Regions from separate parts of the Mus musculus genome. Here region 2 is linked to region 1. A link is a contact called in public Hi-C data. All regions are on one chromosome and are shown on one strand. Each heading gives the region's core, a stretch centred on a gene start, on an enhancer-like site or on the middle of the called end of the contact. The rest is flanking DNA. Distances are from core to core; before and after follow the strand shown.

What was found. A called contact is a pair of places that touch in the nucleus more often than the background predicts.
Region 2: a Hi-C map of bone marrow-derived macrophages shows a contact between it and region 1, with 2.9 times the contacts expected there. The contact joins the enhancer-like site here to the promoter of Mmp13 in region 1. A contact is called at or near these places in 6 of 39 promoter capture datasets (the 3T3-L1 cell line, 3T3-L1-derived adipocytes, the C10 cell line and 2 more), 6 of 484 Hi-C or Micro-C datasets (the BV-2 cell line, bone marrow-derived macrophages, macrophages and 2 more), 3 of 115 datasets of contacts at active chromatin or transcription factors (CD8 T cells, bone marrow-derived dendritic cells and bone marrow-derived macrophages) and 2 of 9 other capture datasets (adipose tissue and pancreatic islet).

What each region holds. Positions count from the first base shown.
Region 1 is chr9:7,271,261-7,276,731 of GRCm38.p6, forward strand. It overlaps Mmp13 (matrix metallopeptidase 13), which reads left to right and starts at 1,254. Exons shown (of 10, transcript NM_008607.2): 1 at 1,254-1,417; 2 at 1,505-1,746; 3 at 2,633-2,781; 4 at 2,949-3,074; 5 at 5,287-5,448. The coding sequence starts at 1,295. It overlaps Gm31639 (a long non-coding RNA gene), which reads left to right. Exons shown (of 5, transcript XR_379095.2): 5 at 1-248.
Region 2 is chr9:7,217,684-7,223,135 of GRCm38.p6, forward strand. It overlaps a transcript of Dcun1d5 not described here. Among named protein-coding and RNA genes, the nearest start is that of Gm31639, 35 kb to the right of the region's middle. Within about 2 kb of position 3,963, at least 101 of the 459 cell types and tissues checked have an H3K27ac peak or open chromatin away from gene starts, as enhancers often do. A contact at or near this core is called in the BV-2 cell line, CD8 T cells, adipose tissue and 5 more, where this site is marked.

The DNA of each region.
Region 1 (5,471 bases), core at 4-2,503:
AAGATCTTAATTGAGAATAATGGGTAAGAAACCACTCCTAGAGATGGGGCCACTAAGATGACCTTATCCCCAGGGAAACCAACGCTTTACTTTCCAAATCATTTACAAAACTATTATGATAAAAATTTTCCCAACAATAAAATTTCATATGACTACACATGTGTCATTGGAGGTAGATTTTGAGATATGGTAAAGAAAGCCTTAATTAGAAAGAATTAAAATAGTTCAAATTTATACATTGAAGATTACAAAAAGACAGGCACTAGATGTTAAATAATAATTGACCATGGGGCTAGAAAGTTAGTTCAGCCCATTAAAGATCTATTAACCTGCTCCTGGAAATATACCACTAGCCTTGGACGACAGCTCCCACTGAATACATTCTTTTAGAATTGTTATATTTTGATGATTTATAATGATGTTACCAGTTCTGTTTGTGATTCACTGAATACATAGTTTCAGAGTTGTAATGCTTGGATGATTTTTGTGCTTTACTGTGTCAGATGACTTTTGTTGGTATTTGTGATTGTTTCACTGGATACAGTTTCTAAGAAATGTAATGTTCAGTTTTTAATGTATAAAACCCCCTGCTTGAGAGCTGCAGAATACACTCAGATTCAAACTGCCTCTGTGTTTGTTTCTGTTTGTCACCACTGAATCCTTACCCACCTCGCTTCAAGGACCCTCATTCCAGGGACCCCCATACCCGACTGCGGTGGTCTGTGGCAGGACTCAATCATCTACAGTGTCTTAAAGACCTCAAGCTTGGTTCTTATACATTTCTGAGGCCTTCAAGGAAATACAGCAAGGATTCTCACTGTTGCTGCTCAAGACAGAATAGAGTTGAGAACTCATCAACCTATAACCATTTTGTGGACAGAACTTTGTCTTTCCTTACAGGAACAAACATTTTACTTTGCTATTATTATTACCTGAAAAACTCAGAGTAGCTGTTTTCCCTACAAAAGGAAGACAACATTTTTGTCCAGTGAAGTGAAAAATATACTAGCTGCTGCTTCTCCCCACTATATCCATGAAAATGCTGAGGCTGTTTATTTTGCCAGATGAGTTTTGATATTCCCCCACTGAAAGTAGAGATGCCTTCATTTTCCATTTCCCTCAGATTCTGCCACAAACCACACTTAGGAAGAAAAAAAAATACCATGTAAGCATGTTTACCTTCGCCTCACTAGGAAGTTAACACACACCCCAAAGTGGTGACTCATCACTATCATGCTATAAAATAGAAGATGCTTGCCCTGGGAAGGAGAGACTCCAGGCACTGCTGGGCACCATGCATTCAGCTATCCTGGCCACCTTCTTCTTGTTGAGCTGGACTCCCTGTTGGTCCCTGCCCCTTCCCTATGGTGATGATGATGATGATGACCTGTCTGAGGAAGACCTTGTGTTTGCAGAGGTACTGTATTCTGCCAAGGATGGCACTGTAGTGCATTTCTCAAATCCCTATTCTCTTAAAAGCTGGTTATTTTGGTCTCTTTTCTAGCACTACTTGAAATCATACTACCATCCTGCGACTCTTGCGGGAATCCTGAAGAAGTCTACAGTGACCTCCACAGTTGACAGGCTCCGAGAAATGCAATCTTTCTTTGGCTTAGAGGTGACTGGCAAACTTGATGATCCCACCTTAGACATCATGAGAAAACCAAGATGTGGAGTGCCTGATGTGGGTGAATACAATGTTTTCCCTAGAACACTCAAATGGTCCCAAACGAACTTAACTTACAGGTAAAGCAGAGGCTCTGTCCCTCACATATGTTACTTTTTTCTTCTACGTGTCTGACGTTAAGTAGGCCTGGAGTAGTTAATTGGAGGTTCGGTTCAGAATTAGCTTTAATACAAGGTTAAGAAGCACAGAAGTAACTTATATTTAATATCTGATTGCATTTTTCTGCAAAATTAAAAAGTTTATATTACACGTATTTCTAAATGAGTTCTGTAAGTCAACATAAAAAACTAATAAATTAGTAAGACCTATTATCTCAATGCTAGCCCCAACATTATTTTTGGTGAGTGTCTCAAGATATTTCTTGTAGAAATGAAACCACAAGTCAGGGAAGAAATTTAAAAAATTTTTGCTGTATTTATGATGATGTTCCTGAAGATGGAGGGTTCCACTCTTTCCTCAGACCCTACAGTGCCAGATTTTAGCTGCCAACAAATTTATATTTAATATGTTAAATTTAAGGTGCCAAGGTATTTATTTATTTGACAGTGATTAAATATTAGACAGAACTCTTGAATTTAATTCTTTTAAAGCACCTATTATATCTAATGGAAACTTTAAAGCAGCCATTTCAAGTTGAAAAGCAATATTCTAAGAAAGTATATTTGCTTTTTTTGTTCTATGTTGTTTGTTTGTTTAATGTATTTATTTAATGTACAAGTGTTCTGCTGCATATACAGCCACCTGCCTGAAGAGGATATCAGATCTCCCTATAGCCCTATGAATGATTGTGAGCCACCTTGTGATTGCTAGGAAATGAACTCGGGACCTCTGGGAGAGCAGCCAGTGCTCTTAGCCACTGAGCCATCTCACCAGTCCCTAAGAGAGTATGTTTTACAAACAGTTTTAACCTTTCAAAATTTAGCTGACATTTTCTATGTTGAATAGGATTGTGAACTATACTCCTGATATGTCCCATTCTGAAGTGGAGAAGGCCTTCAGAAAAGCCTTCAAGGTCTGGTCTGATGTGACACCACTGAATTTCACCAGAATCTATGATGGCACTGCTGACATCATGATATCTTTTGGGACTAAAGGTAAGGGTGTGGAGTTATTTAGACACATGCTCATACACTAATCCTTCCTTGCTTTCATTTTTTTTTATTCCTTTCACCAGTCATTTACCAATTTCAAAGCATTTGAAAAAGCTGCCAAGTCAGGCACAGTATATATAATGGGACTCTAACTCTTGCTGTCTGCATAGAACATGGTGACTTCTACCCATTTGATGGACCTTCTGGTCTTCTGGCACACGCTTTTCCTCCTGGACCAAACTATGGTGGGGATGCCCATTTTGATGATGATGAAACCTGGACAAGCAGTTCCAAAGGTAATCTTCCTTGTAAAGACTTAGCTCATGTTACTGGATATAGTCTCACTGACACAGTTAGAAAGCATACAAGCAAATCGTGTTTAGCATTTGATTATGCTTTCTAAAATAACAAAAGTATATTTTGTGCTAATTGGTGCCACACCAAACTTTTTTTGTACAAATCATTAAATATGAATAAATTATATGATATTTCTTGCTATGACCTCAAGAATATTCTTTTTGAAATGGGGTCAAACATCTTCTCTTTTAGGCATGGTTCTGTTTCTTTCTTTGGTTTATAGTTTTGCTGTTTAAAGAAATATAGTTTTTTATAAATCTATCTCTAAAAACTATCATGGCTGGTGCTATGGTCCACAACTATATTGGATGTTATTTGAAATAGACTTTTTTTTTTTGGCTGAAATATTAATGGCATAGGCTAGTTAAACTTCTATACCTCATTAGGCACGTTACTTGTCTCAGACTTTCCTACAGCATTCATTCATTCATTCATTCATTTATTTATTTACTTACTTACTTTTTTTTTGGTTTTTGGTTTTTGTTTTTGTTTTTTTGAGACAGGGTTTCTCTGTATAGCCTTGGCTGTCTTGGAACTCACTCTGTAGATCAGGCTAGCCTCGAACTCAGAAATCTTCCTCTCCCTCTCAAGTGCTGGGATTAAAGGCATGTGCCAACACTGCCCGACTCAGCACTCATTCATAAACACTGCTTTTCAAAAACAAGGTGACATCTTACTCAAAATAGCTAGTGTGCAGGTGTGGTTGTATTTATGAGAGTAAAATGAAACTAAGTGTTCAATAAATTCTCTCAGTAGTTAGATCTGTGATTCTGTAGCTACCATTCTCAGCTACTTCTTGTTTTTAAAAGCTCAAAATAATTGGGATATTAACTTACCAAGAACAGCCTCAGAATATTCAAAGTAAGATTTAACTTTGGATCAAGAGAGATTCTGAGTTAGAGCAACTAAGAACAATCATCATAGAAGTTGTTTTTTATTATTTACTTAAATAAAATGGAAGCCATGGTTGATGTTCAGCTATAATCCCAGCACTCAGGAGGCTGAAGTTAGATCATGAATTTGGGTCCAGTTTGAGTTGTATTGGGAGCCTCTGTCTCAAAAAATTTAAGAGAGTAAATAAGTAAAGAATGAATGAATGAATGAATGAATGAATGAGTGGGTTCCTGCCCAAGTGAGAGTAAAATTGGCCCATTCACAATGAATGCCACCTCTCCAATACTTTTAACCTGTCTCTGGAGGGGAAGGGGATGGTTTACATATTCATGCTTTTAGTATCTCATAAGAAGAGTGGGTTTCCTGAGAAGAGCAGCTAGTATTGTTAAAAGTCACAGTAAGTCCCAGACTCAGACTCTTACATGAATCACAGGTTTGAAATGTTTAGTTGAAATAATTGAAAATATATACAGGAAAAATCTGACTTAAGTTTTCAGATGAAGGTTAAAAATAGTTAAGTGACTAATTACTATTCACTGCAATAATTATTGTTCATCCCAACCATGTGACCTTTGAGTGCAAGTCAGTTTATTTTCTTTACACATTGGCTCTGATAACAAAGTATATTTAATGAGCAAATAAAACACTGGCTCGAGCTCCCCCTCTCATCTGTCTTGGGGCATTGCTTTTTGTGGTGCTGGAGATTGGGCCTTTGTGAATACGAGGCAGATGCTCTACTACTGAGATACATCCCCAGCATTTTCCATTTACCATGCACTCTTACAATTTAAAATAACAGTCTAAAAGTTGGCAGAGAGTTATTAGAGGAAAAGTGGAAATACAGTAGCATGTTCATTATCCCTCTGAATAATGTTCTAAGCTAAGCCTAAAGCTATGTGGGACCTCATGTGACCCCCATATGGCTGATTCTGGATCATTTCTGTCTTCTCACTTAACCTGGCTAGAGAAGACAGAGAAAAATCAGAACTATTCTATTCTCTACTGACTACTAATTATCTGGGAGAAAGCTGTTGATACCACTGTAGGTAACTGATTCTTTATGGAGAACGATATAGCTCTTATAGTAATACAGATTACTATTTCGAATCAACACTTTGACTCTTCCTTTAAGCTACTGATCACTAGCTATAAGAGTAAGATGCTGAGTTAGGAAAAGATATGGAGAGATTAGAGTTTCCTTCATCTTCCCCTCACTAAAGGGTCTTGCTTTCTCATTGTTTCTTGTTTTTCTTACAGGCTACAACTTGTTTATTGTTGCTGCCCATGAGCTTGGCCACTCCCTAGGTCTGGATCACTCCAAGGACCCAGGAGCCCTGATGTTTCCCATCTATACCTACACTGGCAAAAGCCATTTCATGCTTCCTGATGATGACGTTCAAGGAATTCAGTTTCTTTATGGTAAAACTTAATCTACCAGTTGC
Region 2 (5,452 bases), core at 2,713-5,212, 51 kb before region 1:
CTGTTAGTACAGTTGACATGGTTCAGTGGTTCTTAAGAAGTGGTTAAATATAAGTAAGTGGGATTCTTAGTCTAGAGCAGCAGTTCTCAACCTGTGAGTCGGAACCCCTTTGTGGTCAAACAATTCTCTCACAGGGGAAATCTAGAGGTTTGAAAAATAGATATTTACATTACTATTCATAACAGTAGCAAAATTACAGTTGGGATGTAGCAATGAGATTATTTTATGGTTGGGGTTCACCACAATATGAGGAGCTGCGTTAAAGAATAGCATTAGGAAGATTGAGAACCACTGGTCTAGATTGTGTTTGGAATGAATACACAAGCCTTAACTGCTATAGTTATCTTTAAAAATCTGTCCATTTACACTGCACAGGAAGAATTTTATGAAACAAAGTATTTTAATGTCTTACTACTTCTCTTAAATCAATTGTTTTTTAAAATTAGATAACACTGTTTCAAAAGAAATTTTACCAGAAGTACAATTTCTTAAAATAACTAAGTGTTCTGGTTGGACCAGGGAGCTCTGTGTCTTCTTCACTCACCTGTACTATTTCCTAACTTTCAAAGGACCACTACCTTTCTAGTTGCTGTGCTTTGAGCACCACTTTGTGCCCACTTGTACTTCACAGAGTGGAGAAACTCTAGATTTCTATTTAGAAATTTCTATTACGTCCTTACATAAAGTCAGGAAGTATCTGGCATTGTTTTGATCTGCATATGATGACAAGTGCTTCAAGTCTCACTGGGAACTTTCTAGAACGATAGAGTATGTTAGCCTTGTTTTAGATTCATTATCTAGAGTTATGCCAAAAAGAGAAGGTACTACAAGTATCCAGCAGATATGGAACAGACAAAATGATTGACTGTCAATAGTTTGAAGCTAAAACGTTGCTATATTCTTTATTATATAAGATAAACTTGAATAGTTCCTAAACTGGTTTTGTATTTGTTTAGTTTTGTTTTGTTTTTGGCAGTCTCCTAGAATTGGGATGCCTGGAACATACTATGTTAGGCCAAAGTGGCTTCAAACTCAAAACAGTCCTGCCTCTGCCTCCCGCGCCTCAGCCTCAGTGCTGGATTTATAGGTGGGGGCCACCATGTTTTTTCTAAACTCTTTTGAAGCTTATGATCCCCAAGAGGACAAAGCTCAGAAAGCTGCTAAGGTATTCAGTTCATAAGGTATTCATTGAGTTATTCACTTCATAATGTATTTGTTGTGAGAATATACATGACTATCATCCTTCCAATGCTGTAAATTTCTTGAAAAATCTGCTTATGCTCGTGGCTAGTAATTTAGAAGTTTGCTTAGTGACATGAGTGAACTAATGAACTCTTACACAAAATGTCTACCTGTTTCTTACACATTCTTAAGAATGAAAAGCATGTCTTAAGTTTCTAACATAGTGTCTTGTCTCAAGAGTTTGCTGGAAATGTTGGCTGAACCAAATAGATGAAAGTATGCATGTCACCAGGGTCTGAGGTCTTCTTAATGAATAATGAATTATTTCATGACTGAAGACACCCCCTCAGTATGTTCTCAGTTCTTAATAGTTGAATAACGTGAACAACAAGCTACAAGATGAGCGTCTGTGACTTCTCGGCAGATGAGACTTTGGAGGTGGGGGAACTGGAGTTTTGAGGATGCACACTGGTAACCTGTCTTGTTTTCTAAAGCCCCCCATAATGCCTAATGCTTTACTTTGGGTGCAGTGGGTTCTGATAATTTGTTAAATAACAATCAGTGCATGATACTAATTGATGAACAGAGCCACTCTTAAGGCCGGCTCCTACCCCTGTCATTAAAGCCGTGAGCTCTAGGAAAGAAACTGGATCACTCGGAAATCCCTGGAACTCTGAAGTTAAATCAGAACTGAGTAAGTCATCATTTTCATACAGGCATTTTTCTAATGATGCTACTTTGTTGAAAAAAAGCAAACTGCAAGATAACCCCAGCAGAAAAAATTCTTCAGAAGGAAAGCTTCCTTGAGTGAGTGCTTCATCCTTGATGGTAGGCCACTTGACTTAGTGAGTCATCTTCCTATTTACCGATGATTTGTCTTAAGTTTGGTCATGAGATAATTACGTTGATTTGTCTATATTAGGAAGTAATTGGAGAAAAGTTGATTGCTATCAGTTGAATGAGGGGAAATCTGATTGTTCTTAATCTAGAGGCATGACTTGGGCTCTAACTTTATAAAGAATGGATTTATGGCATTATTCCTTGTGTCTAGAAGGCACAACACCATTCTGTCTCTAGTATCCTCCATGTATCTACTGCCTCTCATAATCATTGAAGTCTCCATCCCTACTCTGAGGTCTGGTTGTTTTTAGAAAATAAAAGTACCCATTCCTTCTGCCCACCTTGATCCACCATGAGTCCTGTATAGAGTGCTGGCAATGCTAGACTGGGATAGCCTATCACATACCGTCCTACCTTACTAAACTGCGAGCTCAAGAGCAGGCCTATAGATCTTTGCTATACTTGTTCCCAATGCTTAGAACTATACTCACTATGGAAAAAGCACTAATCAATGGAGCAAGTAAATAAATGAGATAATTTGCTCATGAGACCTGTTAGCCAACCTGTGTAGTTTTGTTCTCTGTGGTACACATTATCATTCCATTTTTTCATATTGAACTACTATTTAATACAAATGAATATAAGAAATGCTTATTAACTGTAATATTTTTATCCTTAAATGGCATGTATTTTAATGACTGTCCATTGCTGATGGCACAGGGATAGTTCTTATGCTTTGCTGAAGGAACTTCAAGTTAGCATAGCATTTTTTTATAAGGCACCTAAGAAGATATATTCAAAACTCTTAGCAGCTTTCATATCCTTTTACCTAGCCATTCTGGTTACAAATGTATCCTGGAGAAAAATATTTTTAACTTGGGGCAGTTATATAAATGTTGCAATGTAACTTCTAACGCACCTTGGAGTGTTATACCATCTTATACCATGCCATATTAGCGAGTGAAAATGACATTTTAAATCACCATAAACAATGTGATAGTGTGCTTTAAAACAGGGCATGTACAAGGAAAAGACTGGAAAGGTTGAGCACCGACTGTAAAAAATGATAACTTCTGGGTAACAGAGTTTTTCTCTTATTGTTTTTTTTTTTCTGTAATAAAATCAGTATGTAACAGTTTTAGAATATAAAATCAATAAAGGTCATTTAAAGAATATACATTTTTCTCTTTGCTTGATTTTATGTATCTATGACCTCAACTGTAACGTAGTAATTGTTATCTGGACCCAGTCTTGGGTGCCTTTCCTTACCTAACCTGACACTGTTGTTCACAGTGGCTACAGGATACAATAGAAGCCACTGTAGAAGTGACATTGATTTGATTCAGAAAATACTTGTTGAGAGCGTGCTGTCCAAGGACATGGGTTATAAAGTATGGCGATAACCAAATTCTTACGGTTAAGTACATTTTGACGATTTTTGAAAGCATGTGTTTAGTGTGTATGTGTAAGGGAGCCCATCCCACACTGCCTGCTGGGGGCAGCATGTCCCCTCCTGACACTCCTCTGCTTTCTCAGTTTCGCCTTCATTTATTCTCCCTCCTGTCCTTCCTATGTGTCTGCACTAACATCTGCTTCTGCTTCTAGCTTTTCAGGGTCTGACTGAAACTAAACTGCTGAAACTGTCTTCCTTAACATAAGCAGTTTGACTTTCAGTAAAACTGAAAGAAAAGTAATCACTTGAAAGCCCTGTTGTAGTGGTTTAAAGAAATGTATTTCATTAAAATAAAGCTATGGCTTAGTGCAGTTTCCTGTGTAGATTAAGTGCAATTGTGTAACTCCTCTAGACTTTGCCTAGTACTAGAACATTGTTTTCTTCAAGTTACTACAGTTCCCCCTTTCTGATTCTCTTATATCTGCCATTGGGCAGAAGAAACACAGAAAAAAAAAAGTCAAACGGAAATGACACCAACTGTTGTGACTGTACCAGTTTTGTGGCCTGTGTAAAAAAGTCATTTAGAAACTAGGAAGGGTAAGGGACTGCTCGTGTCTGTATATGGAGTGGGAAACAGCCAAACAGGAAGTGTATCCAAAGCGTAAGCGAATGCCGGTCATGTTAGCTTGCTGAGAAATTGTGCGTCCTCCAGCCGAGACCCAGGAATGAAGGGGAAAGAATGACAACTAGAACAAAGAAGCCATCAAGGGCTGGATTCTAGTCATCACAGAACCTTCCTGCTTAACATGTGAATTTAAAGAATCACCCACTTACTGGAATATTAGAAACCCTCAAGATCAATCCCAGTAATATAGTAAATGACACTCAGTCGAAGCAGTATTTTACTTGTTACTGCTCTGTGTATGCATCTCTACTTCAAGAGAACAATATGTGTAAAGTTGTTCTGATCACCATGGTAAACCTAACATTGAGCATTCAGAAGTCAAATGGGAAGACTGGCTCACAACCTCCTAGAAAACCTGCTTGCTAGTTGCTGAGCGTTCCCTATGCTGTCTGTCATCTCATATCCCTCAGCAACAGTAGACAGCTGAGTTAGATCTAAGCCAGCCAGTCTAACTGCATTATTTCTGGGTGGTCCTAAGTTCCTGGTGAGGCACAGGAAAGTACTTTGTGGAATCTGAAGAGCTCTGTGATACTTTCAAATGCCGTTAGCGGCATCAGCGCTACAATGATTGTGTGAAATGCATGTAACATAGGGACTCAGAGTTACATAGATTTCCAATGAATATCTACGTTATAATCTACAATTTTGAGTTACACATCATTGGACATTTAATACATAAAGCCACATAGTAATTGACAAATGTTTGGTAAATGAAGACACAACTTCCTTGGTATAGGTGGGCAAAACAATTTCCAGAAAAGCATTCATGAGGGAAACTTGTATTTGCTAAGCCATTGATAGCCTGCAAGGGACAGGCTTTGCCATATTCTTATGTCTGTTTTTTATCTTCTAAAATCTGGATCCTTCCTATTCCCCAGGAGTTTCCCTTCCTACATCACCACGGAGCCCACTGACACTGGGTGAGATCACTCAATGCTTTCTGCCTGCGTCATCTATTTATTATTTCCTGAAAATAATGGGTTGTATTTATATATTTTTGCATTCCTTTTAAGAAAGATATTTTAGGTTCCTCAAAGAGTGATGAGGCTCTAGGATAGCAGTTCCTTCCACTCTTGAGGTCATCATGTATATACCATAATACTACACTGAATAGACTTCTTTAGGAAATGGTGTGTTTTGTTAACTTGACAGAGCTCAATTGAGGAAATCTCAATTGAGAAACTGCCTCCATCAGACTGGCCTGTGGGCATGTCTGCAAAGACATTTTCTTAATTGCTAATGTAGGAGGGCCCAGCCCACTGTGAGCAGTGCCATCTTTAGACACTTGGGCCTGGGCTGTATAGGAAAAGCAGTTGAGCAAAGTGGAGTAAGTAAGCTAGAAGCAGTGTTCT